2 separate regions of the Mus musculus genome follow, and region 1 is linked to region 2. A link is a contact called in public HiChIP or PLAC-seq data. All regions are on one chromosome and are shown on one strand. The core of a region is the stretch at or near the end of the contact, and the rest is flanking DNA. Distances in the headings are between cores, read along the strand shown. Region 1 overlaps Dennd1b (DENN/MADD domain containing 1B). Region 2 holds the start of Dennd1b (DENN/MADD domain containing 1B).

Region 1 (4,683 bases), core at 1,492-3,991, 140 kb after region 2:
ACTCATGCAATTGTCCATGTGCCCCACCCCTACCCCTTGGCCTTATGTTGTGAATCAAGATGAGTCAATAGTAGTCTGTCTTGAATATTTGTCCTGAAATCACCTCTACCAAGGAAATGAGTTACTTTACAGTTTAGTGAATAATTAGGACAAGAGCAGAAAGCTGTCACATTCATTGCCAAAATATCACAAGAACAGTCTTTAGCCCAGTTGCTAATATTGTTCCTCTCTAAAACCTACTGAGTAGCGCCTCCATAGTCCATGTTGCTCTCAGTGGTACTGTCTTCCTAGCTCCCACTAGGATGTCCTGTTAACAACATTTAACCACTTCCCTAGTACAGGTCTCATAGTCTACCAAGTCACTCCAAACCCAGCATTGTTAGGCCTATCAGAACAATAGCTCCCTTCCGGGGGCCAGCCTCTGTCCTTACTTTCTATTGCAGTGACAAAAACCCCATGCTTGCACTCTCAGAGGGTTAGAGTGCATGATGGTGGAATGAAGGGATAGCTGAGAGCTCACATCTTGATCTAGAACCACAAGAGAGACAGACATTAAAAGGGTTTGCATGTTTATTTCAGAACTTATTTGATCATTTATATATTTGACCTATATCTTTGATATATTTTGTTAGGCATAAGTCAAAGAAGGATCAAGTATAGAAGTTATACTCATTTCACGATCTTATCTCTTTTCATCAATATATTTTGGTGTCCTTAGTCCAATAGAAGACAGCTGCGAAGTTTAACAAGCTTTGAGTATGGATTCTTTGACTAGACATTGCTTTAAAATTTTTTGACTGGAACCAGGTAGGGTGGTATTCTCCTGTAATCCCAGCCTCAGGGAGGCTGAGGGAGGAGCGTCACCACTGGTTTGAGATTAGCCTGGTTTACTCAGAGTCCCAGACTAGCATCCAGGACTACATAGCAAGACACTATCTCAAAAGGTTTAAGGGATGTTTATAGACTAGTTAGTTAGTCTTGCCAACTTTATCAGATTAAGAAACAGCTAGTGAGGCACACTTTTTTTATGTTTTTGGGAACCTTTTCTGAAGGGGTTAGCTGAGGGAGAAGAACCAGCTTGAAAGAGGCTAGCACCGTCTGATAGACTGGCACCTGGTCTGAAGGAAAAAGGAGAAGGCTTGCTAAGTACTAGCTTTTGCTTTCTCTGCTTGCTAGCCTGCTGTGATGTCAGTATTAAGTCTTACACATGTGCACACATGAAATCTTAGTGATTATATTGCATGCATAAGACCTGTACATGATTAAGCCAGCCAGAATACCAGCACAAATCAGGTAAAATGTTCTGCAGTCCCATCTGGAACTGAGAAGCTATTGGTACTTGATGGCTTCCAGAGGAGGGAAAATACATTTTCTTCAGGGATGGGACCTCTGAGATGTCATGTATTCTATAATAGTTGGACCTGCATCTATGCATGTGTATACTGGCAGCATTACGTGGACTTGGTGGGTTGGTGTAGGGGAGGAGGGAAGAAGGGAGGGCAAAGACTACTCATGGTAGGCTAGATAGACCTGCAACTCTGCGTACACTGACAGTACTAAGTAGACTAGGTGGGATAGAGACAGAGGCAGTAGAGGTGGGGCCCAGAGACTACCCAAGCCACTACAGTAGGCGGACCTGCACCCACACAAGCACTGGCAGTAGGACCATAAAGTGGAGTCACTGTTGGAATTTACCAACCATATCCATTCTGACCCTTAGAAGGGGTTTTGGGTCAGATTTGGAGTTGTGAGTTACAGAAGTCCTCTGGTGCTATACACAGAGTTTAATGCTCATTCTAGTGAGAGTTCAGGAGACCAGAATACTAAGAACTGTATATGGTAAAGGCCAGGCTTTTGATAATTTTGAAGGGGAAAGAGGAATTTTATTAGGAATTGCTCTATAGGCCATTCATGTTGTGTTCTGCCAAAGAAGCTGGCTTATTTTACTAATGACCCACAAATTTGAATATGACTGAGTTCAAAATGTTGTCCTCCCACTCTTTTGGAATACAAATGTTTGCTGCATACAGTTACATGTATTTAACATAATTCATAGGGACTCACAGGTAAGAGATTGCCTTGGGACATAAAGAAGACTTTGGCCTTTTGGACAAAGTTGAAACTCACAAAAAGGAGTTGCATTGACTGAAGCTCACATTGGGAGGTACAGAGAACCTAATAGGGGAAGGTAGACTAGAAGGCTGTTTGACCGCCTGTTCTCTGGCTTATGGTGGTGTCTTATAATATTATAAGACTGAAAACCCGAGGAGGGGGACCAAACTAAAGGAAATAGATCCATTGGAGACAGATGTTTTGAGTTGTAGTCTTAGCAAGGCACCAGTTGAGTTTGTGTATTAATTTCTGGCCTGGCTTTCTCTGTCCTTACACCATTCTCTCTGTCCCTCCTCCTTCCCCTGCCCCTACTCCTCTCCTTCCCTTCTCCTCTCCTTCCCCTCCCCCTCTCCTTCTCCTTTCCCTCTCATTCCTTTCCTCTCCTCCTCCCTCTGTCTCTCTTTTGTTAATGATTTTTTTTCATACAATACATTTTGATTACACTTTCTCCTTTCCCAGTCCCCCTCAGATTCTCCCCAGCGACCCAATTCTTCACTCTTTCTTTGCCTTTAAAAAACAAACAAAAGCTCCATAAAAGCACAAATTGGAAATCATAATACACAAGCAGAAGACCAATAAGACCACCCCTCAGAAAGCCCAAGCATAGTACACGAGACAAACAAATCGTTAGAACGACCACGGAGTTTGTGCTATGTTGGCTGCTGACTGCTGAGCATAGAGCCTCTGGGTAGTATATCCAGGAGACCTCCACTGATGAAAACTAACTGTTCCTTTGCAAGTGGCTATCAGTTGCAAGTTTTTTTATTAGGGGTAGGAACCTGTCTTTCAGTTCTGGGACCCCATCTAGCTTTAATCTATGTGGGCTCTGTCTATGCTGCCACAGTCTTGAGTTTCATGTGTGCATCTGGGCTTCTGTGTCCTGAAGAAATCATTTTCTTCGAGTTTCCCTCTTAACTGTGACTCATTGTTATCAGCCACCTCACATTCCTGCTGCCAGGAAGCTACACTGCCACACCTCCTTCATCACAGTGATAACCTCTCTTTGGTTAAGTTATTTCAGTCAGGTACTACGTGACGATGACATTTAAAATAAGGGGTATGGGGGATATATAGTCTCAAGTACATTAGTGTTTTGGATTTTGTTATGTGTCTATTACCTACGACACACATAGCCTCTCTCTTACCACTTTCAGTCAGTGCCTGTAGCTCTCCCTGGAAAATATCCTATTTTCTTGACATCTGTACCCTAGACTCTATTGCATCTTAGGCTACAGTGAATCCAACTTACTAGCAATTTGTCTTTACTTTTTTCTGAGACCTTGGTGCAAGCCTCAATCCAATAATTTTTCCATTCTGTATGTTTGTATAATCAACACCACATGGTTGGCACCACTCCCACTTGCCTGTGTAAGATGTATCTGGGAATCTAGGAGCCAGCCATTGGTGCAGTCATCTCTGAATACCTGCATGACTTGATCCAGCAAAACAGATCCCTAGGTGTCTCTGAGCAGGATGCCCACGCAGTAGCACTCTGTGTTCAGGCACTCGGGTTTTGTTTTGTTTTGTTTTTGCAGACATTGTCCTTTTAGATGAAAGTATAAAAAACGAATTTGGAAAAAACAAAACAAAAAAAAAAATGAAGTTGGATCCTTTAACGGGTGAAGTCTTGTCCTCTACATCCCCTTGCTATAGTCTCTGATATCTAAAGTTCTCAAAGAATAAATTTTTAAAAACTTCTGCGAAATAAGTGTTTCTGAACTCCAGTTTCTTTCACTCATATATTCATTGATTCATTGACTATTTATTCTTCCAGTGTCAGTAGTTATGATGCTGGCTCTGGTAACGTGAATACAGTAGATACATCTTTAACAGGATTGTCTTTTTATTTTTTTTATTTTTTTTTTGCTTTCGTTTGTTTTGTTGCACCCTTAAATGAAGTTTTTATGGGAGTAGTAAGTATGGTCTACTTCATTTACCCAGAGATTATTTGTGTAAACCCATCCAGTTTGTATGCGTAAGATTCAGAAATCTTCTATAGCTCTTTCTGTCAAAAATCACTGTAAAGTCTGTAATACCATTTTTGAGATGGGTCATTGTCTGGTGAGCGTTAGTTTATGACGATACTTGATAGATTATTCCAGCCTCCCTCATAGTTTGTATTCTCCCTCTTTACTACACACGTCACCAAAGACTTAGAAAAACAATTAAGAACACTGAGGTCCAATGAGATGGTTCAGCTGATCAAGGGGCTTGCAGCTACGCCAGATGATCTGAGTCCTGTCCTCTGCCTTCCAAGTGCTGGGATTAAAGGCATATACTACCACCACCTGGCTAGAAATTAAATTTAGTAGTATAAAAATAATAATTTAAGAAAAGCCCCCAGCCAGGCATGGCAGCACACACAGCCATGAGTGATGGATGAGCAAGTCACACAAGGCTGCTGTGGACACATCCAGAGAAACTGCATCTTGGATTTCATCTAAGTTTTATGTTTTATACTAAGGCCTACATGCGGCTGTGGCTAATTTCCTTGAAATGGTAGTTGTGTGACATCATTAATTCCACCAGAAAAGGCAGCAATTGAATCACACTGTTACTAGTCATTACTTT
Region 2 (4,606 bases), core at 1,468-3,967:
GCGAAGGGGCACTCCTGTATACTAATAACATGTCACTTCGAAGGCACACGTGCTTATCTCTGTGGTTATCCATACTTTGAGAAACAGAGGAGCTGGTTCACAAGACCAACCATGCTTGCACCAGACTTGGGTTCTCCCACATCTCCAACAGGTAATGACATCAGCCAGAGACCATTTGGGTGTAGCTTGAGGAAAATGGGCACAATCAGGTATTGAAGAAAAAGCTCAAACATAATGGTTTAGAAAGTTTCTATGTAAAAAGATCAAAAGAGCTACACTACTACTAGGAAACCACTATTAAAACAAAACAAAACAAGACCCGAAACCAACCAACCAAAAAAATGACAGAAGTGTAGGTTGAAATAGGTAGGCCTATGGACATGTTAGTGTATCTTAATTCACCTTCTCTCCCACTATTAAATTGTGTCAAAGCTGAAACCAACTTAGTAATAGACATCACCACATTCATCATCAAGGTCATATTCTTAGATTACTACAGTCATGAGCTGAAGAATATATTTTACTTTTTTTCTCCTCTTCTTGTGCTGGGGATCAAACCAGAACCTTGTAGGTGGTGGGCAACTACTCTGCCACTAATCTATAGTCCTGTTATGTGCTCCTTGCCAATACTATTATAGTATCTGGTTCTTGAATTACTATGGTTCTAAAAATGTTATTGTCAAGTAGGAAATATTACTGCTGAAATATGATCTTGGGAAAATGTGACAACCAATTTGATTATTTGCCTTCTATAAACTTCTCTATTAGTAATGTTGTTTTCTATGAAGCGAAAATTACCAAAATTATATCACTGGTTTCAATAAACATAGGTTTACTTCAATAAACATGACAGGTTTATTCCAACTTCTATCTGCACTAATTTTCGATAAACTATGTATATAAATCATACCTGCCTGTGTTTATTTATTAAGATCAATAATATCTAACTCTTTATTGTAGTTGGCCTCAAATGTGATTGATACAGAGTAAATATATGGGACATTTTGTCTTCATACTTAGTATAGCTTGAATAAGTAACAATCTTAACTTTATAGAGTAACTGTCATTTTATATAATTCCAACAACGGACATTGAAAACATTTGTTACTATTTTCTCACCCCAAACTAAGAATTCATGGCACAGTCACCCTAGACAGGATTGTTTACTTTGGAGAAGAATTAATTATAATGAAAGAAGAAACTCTCACATTTCAGGAACTCTTGGGGCAGAAGTCGTTTTTAGTTACAGAATTTATTTCAAGTCTTTCTAGTAAGCTAACTTGTTAGTTAGGCAGCAAAAATCTTTATATGGGAAAACCATATAAACATGGTATAGTTGGCCTAATTGTGAAACTGAAATTCACTGATTTCTCCAAATATCTCACAAGAAGCATTGCAATTTTAAACTTGAACAGCACAGTCCTCATGTGACAGGCGAATCATAATTCCCATTTTACAAATGTAGGAAGCGAGAAACTGAAGTTAATATCCCACGCCAAGACAAGCTGTGACAAAAACAGTATGCTCTGACATTTTGTTTTGTTTTTCAACCACATTGGGAGCTCATTTTTTTTTTTTTTTTTTTAAAGTAAGAGGTTTGTGGCTGTGGACTATATCTTTCTATCTTGATGGAGCAACACCGTTTTTTTTTTTTTTTTTTTTTTTTTTTAGCAGGAAAGTATAAGATCAAATCTAGTCTTTATTTTCCAAGGCTCCGTGTCTGACTTTTATGTGTCGTGACTCATACCACATTCATACCATGTTGGTTTCCTCATTCTCGTACTTTCTGTGTGGATGGATACAGTCTGAAGTAACCCTTACTGCATGACAGTCACTCTAGCCTTGTCAAGGGGGAATGCTAGCTGGGAGAAAGCCTTCTCCAGTCCCTAAGGAGTCTGTGTGACTCTCCAGCCCTGGACAATGTTTTCAACGTCTACCATAAATCTTTCTAAATGTCTTCTTAGTAGATCCTGCATCTGAGACAGCAGCAGACGAGGCAGTAAGAAGCCACAGTAAGAATCAGCAGCAGCTGAGCTTGGTTAGATTCCAACTTTGCCACTGCCTACTGCTTCCTTATCTCAGATCCAGTCTCTTGCTCTGGATTAAGGTACCTACCTATAGCTCAGGTGTTGAAAACACCAAGCCAGTGTTTGTCACTGCTTACAGAAACACATCAGGTTCCACCTCCTCCATCCTTCGTGGTGCCCTCTCAGCTCCCCTAGAACGACACTCTAGGGGGCCTGCTACTGTGTGTTCAAAAGTTAAGTCCCTGGCTGTGCGTCCGGTGTCTGCGGCAGGAATGTGTTTCCCATATGTGCCGGCAACTGGAGCCTGTCCTTGAGCAGTTTGGCAGAGCTGGTTAGCAGGTGCATGAAGTCTGAACATTCCTGAATCAGGAGGGGGCGGCTCTGGGTTTCCGAGAGAGCACTACCGGGGCCACGGGCAGGAGTGAGGCGGAAGTCAGAGCATCCACTCGAGCTCCCAATTTGCAATGAATGGGAGTCGTGATGTGGGAACCCCGGGGCAGAAGTGCTTTCCCAGGCCGGGGATCGCAGGAGCCGGTGCCCAGGACAGCAGGAGGGCAGGTCCTGCCCGGAGCCCGCGCGGCCAGGTGCAGCCGCCGGGCGCGTCCCCGTGCGCCCCCTCCCCCTCCCGCCGACTTCCTGGTTCGCGGAAGGTGGCGAAGCCGCCGCCGGCCGGGTCGCGGGAACCGAGAGGCGGGGGCAGGGGCAGGGGCGGGGGCGGCGTCGCCGCGGTGCTGTCCCCGCGAGGCCGCGGAGGGCGCCGTGGGCCAGCCGCCGCTCGGAGCAGCGCGTCCCGGACGGCGTGCGGGCGTGCGGGCGCGGGGCGACGGCAGCCCCGCAGCGACATGTGACCATGGACCGCAGGACCAGGTGAGCGGCGGCGGGGCCAGGCCTCCGCGGCCCCGGGTGCGGCCTGCCCGGTACGGCCCGCTGCGCGGAGGTCGGCGCTAGGCCGCAAAGCCTGCCCGGCCGGCGACCGGTCTTCCCCGGGCCGGGTCGGCCGTGCGCCGCGGCGGGCGGGCGGGCGGGCGGACGGGCGGGCGGCTCTGCGAGCGGTGGTTAGGGAACCGCTCCCCCGGCGTTAGGATCGCCGTGGTTCCCTTTAGGGTGATTTTTCAGGGTGGCCAGGGTTGCTTTCTGATGCTTTCCCTTCGTTTAAAATGAAAGCGGTGTTTGTTTGTGCAGCCGCTGAGTGTGTGTGCTGCTTGCAGAGTGGTATATGCACTAAGGTGGCTCTTCACCATTGGCCATTTTACTTGTAGGGAGTAGGTAAAAAGCAATTTGAATAACGGTGGCGGCTCTGCTTGGAGGTGTCTTAGAGATGGGTATTTGCAGCTTTTTCTCTGGAAACTTTACTTTGGGAAGAAATCTCGTCTTCTTTGACCGCCCCCTCCTCTTCCGTTCTACCTCACTGTGTGTTAGAGCCACAGTGAAAGGCCCTGTAGATTGCAGAGAAGTATTACCGAGTCAGGATTTATTTACCTAAGACAAATTCTAAATATCTTATGAAGATAGAAATGTTACACATTTTAGAATATTTCCTTTAATATTTGACACCATAGAGGACAGGGTGATTAAAAAAAAACACACAACTTACTCTTTGGACAATTTATTGTACTATGAGGGAATTAAAAAAAAAGATAGCTGGAGCCCGGTTTATGCTCATGAAACAAGTTAATAGCGGGTGGGATGAGGAAGTGGAGAAGTGGATATTTATAAATTAATTTGTATGGGTTGTCTTTCCCTCCAGTTCTAAAGAATGTCATGTTATATATATATATATATATATATATATATATATATATATATATATATATATATATTTAAAATCAATGTTTGTTTAGAAGTGAGAGATAGCATTAATATCTTAAAGAAATTATGTATTAAACAAGCCAATGTACAAAGGCACTAGTCTTAACAGGGTAATTGAAATATACACCATCACTTTTGTGCATTGTGATGTCTTTTCCTTTAACAGTCCCCTGCCTCTCCCTCCCATTATGGTCAAACCCAAGGCTTCAAGCACTCTAGGGCAGATACTGTGCACTGGTGAGCTACATCCCCAGACTTAATCTTATACCTTCTGATGGAAAGAAACTCTACAATACCAAATTTTTGTTTGCTTTGAGTATCTCACTATATTTCAGTCTGCCTTTTGAAATGTACCAAATAAATGGGCTAAGCATGTAGTATAAGAAATTAGGAAGAAAAAAAAAAAAAAAAAACAAACCCAAACTAGTACTTGTGAAGGAACTGAAACAAACTTTCTGTTCTGTGTGTGTGTGTGTGTGTGTGTGTGGGGGGGGGGATTTAATGAGGAGGCCAATGTCCAAATTCCTTAAAAATAGTTGATATTAAGAAAATAATTTTTGTTAGGTTTTGTTACCTTGGAGTGTGTGAACAGCTCTCTACTTTGAGCATGTTCAAGTACAATAAAGATTTCAGGAAAGCCTGTGTACAATATCCTATCTATGGAGAGCGTGTCTGTGAGTCTGGAATCAGGTTTTTATCCTCTGGAGAAAACTGGCCAGCCTATGTTAGATCTGTGACAGTGTGAGAGGATGCTTAAGGGTGTACTGGCT

What was found. HiChIP or PLAC-seq counts read pairs in DNA pulled down with a chosen protein or histone mark.
Region 1: an H3K27ac HiChIP or PLAC-seq map of extraembryonic endoderm stem cells shows a contact between it and region 2. The contact joins the enhancer-like site here to the promoter of Dennd1b in region 2. A contact is called at or near these places in 4 of 39 promoter capture datasets (3T3-L1-derived adipocytes, the HPC-7 cell line and liver), 3 of 115 datasets of contacts at active chromatin or transcription factors (the SCID.adh cell line, bone marrow-derived macrophages and extraembryonic endoderm stem cells) and 2 of 9 other capture datasets (liver and pancreatic islet).

The regions. Positions count from the first base shown.
Region 1 is chr1:139,104,985-139,109,667 of GRCm38.p6, forward strand. The region is part of intron 13 of Dennd1b (DENN/MADD domain containing 1B); the gene reads left to right. Among named protein-coding and RNA genes, the nearest start is that of Gm41960, 60 kb to the right of the region's middle. Within about 2 kb of position 2,742, at least 5 of the 459 cell types and tissues checked have an H3K27ac peak or open chromatin away from gene starts, as enhancers often do. A contact at or near this core is called in extraembryonic endoderm stem cells, where this site is marked.
Region 2 is chr1:138,960,992-138,965,597 of GRCm38.p6, forward strand. Dennd1b (DENN/MADD domain containing 1B) reads left to right here and starts at 2,718. Exons shown (of 22, transcript NM_001166501.1): 1 at 2,718-2,894. The coding sequence starts at 2,878.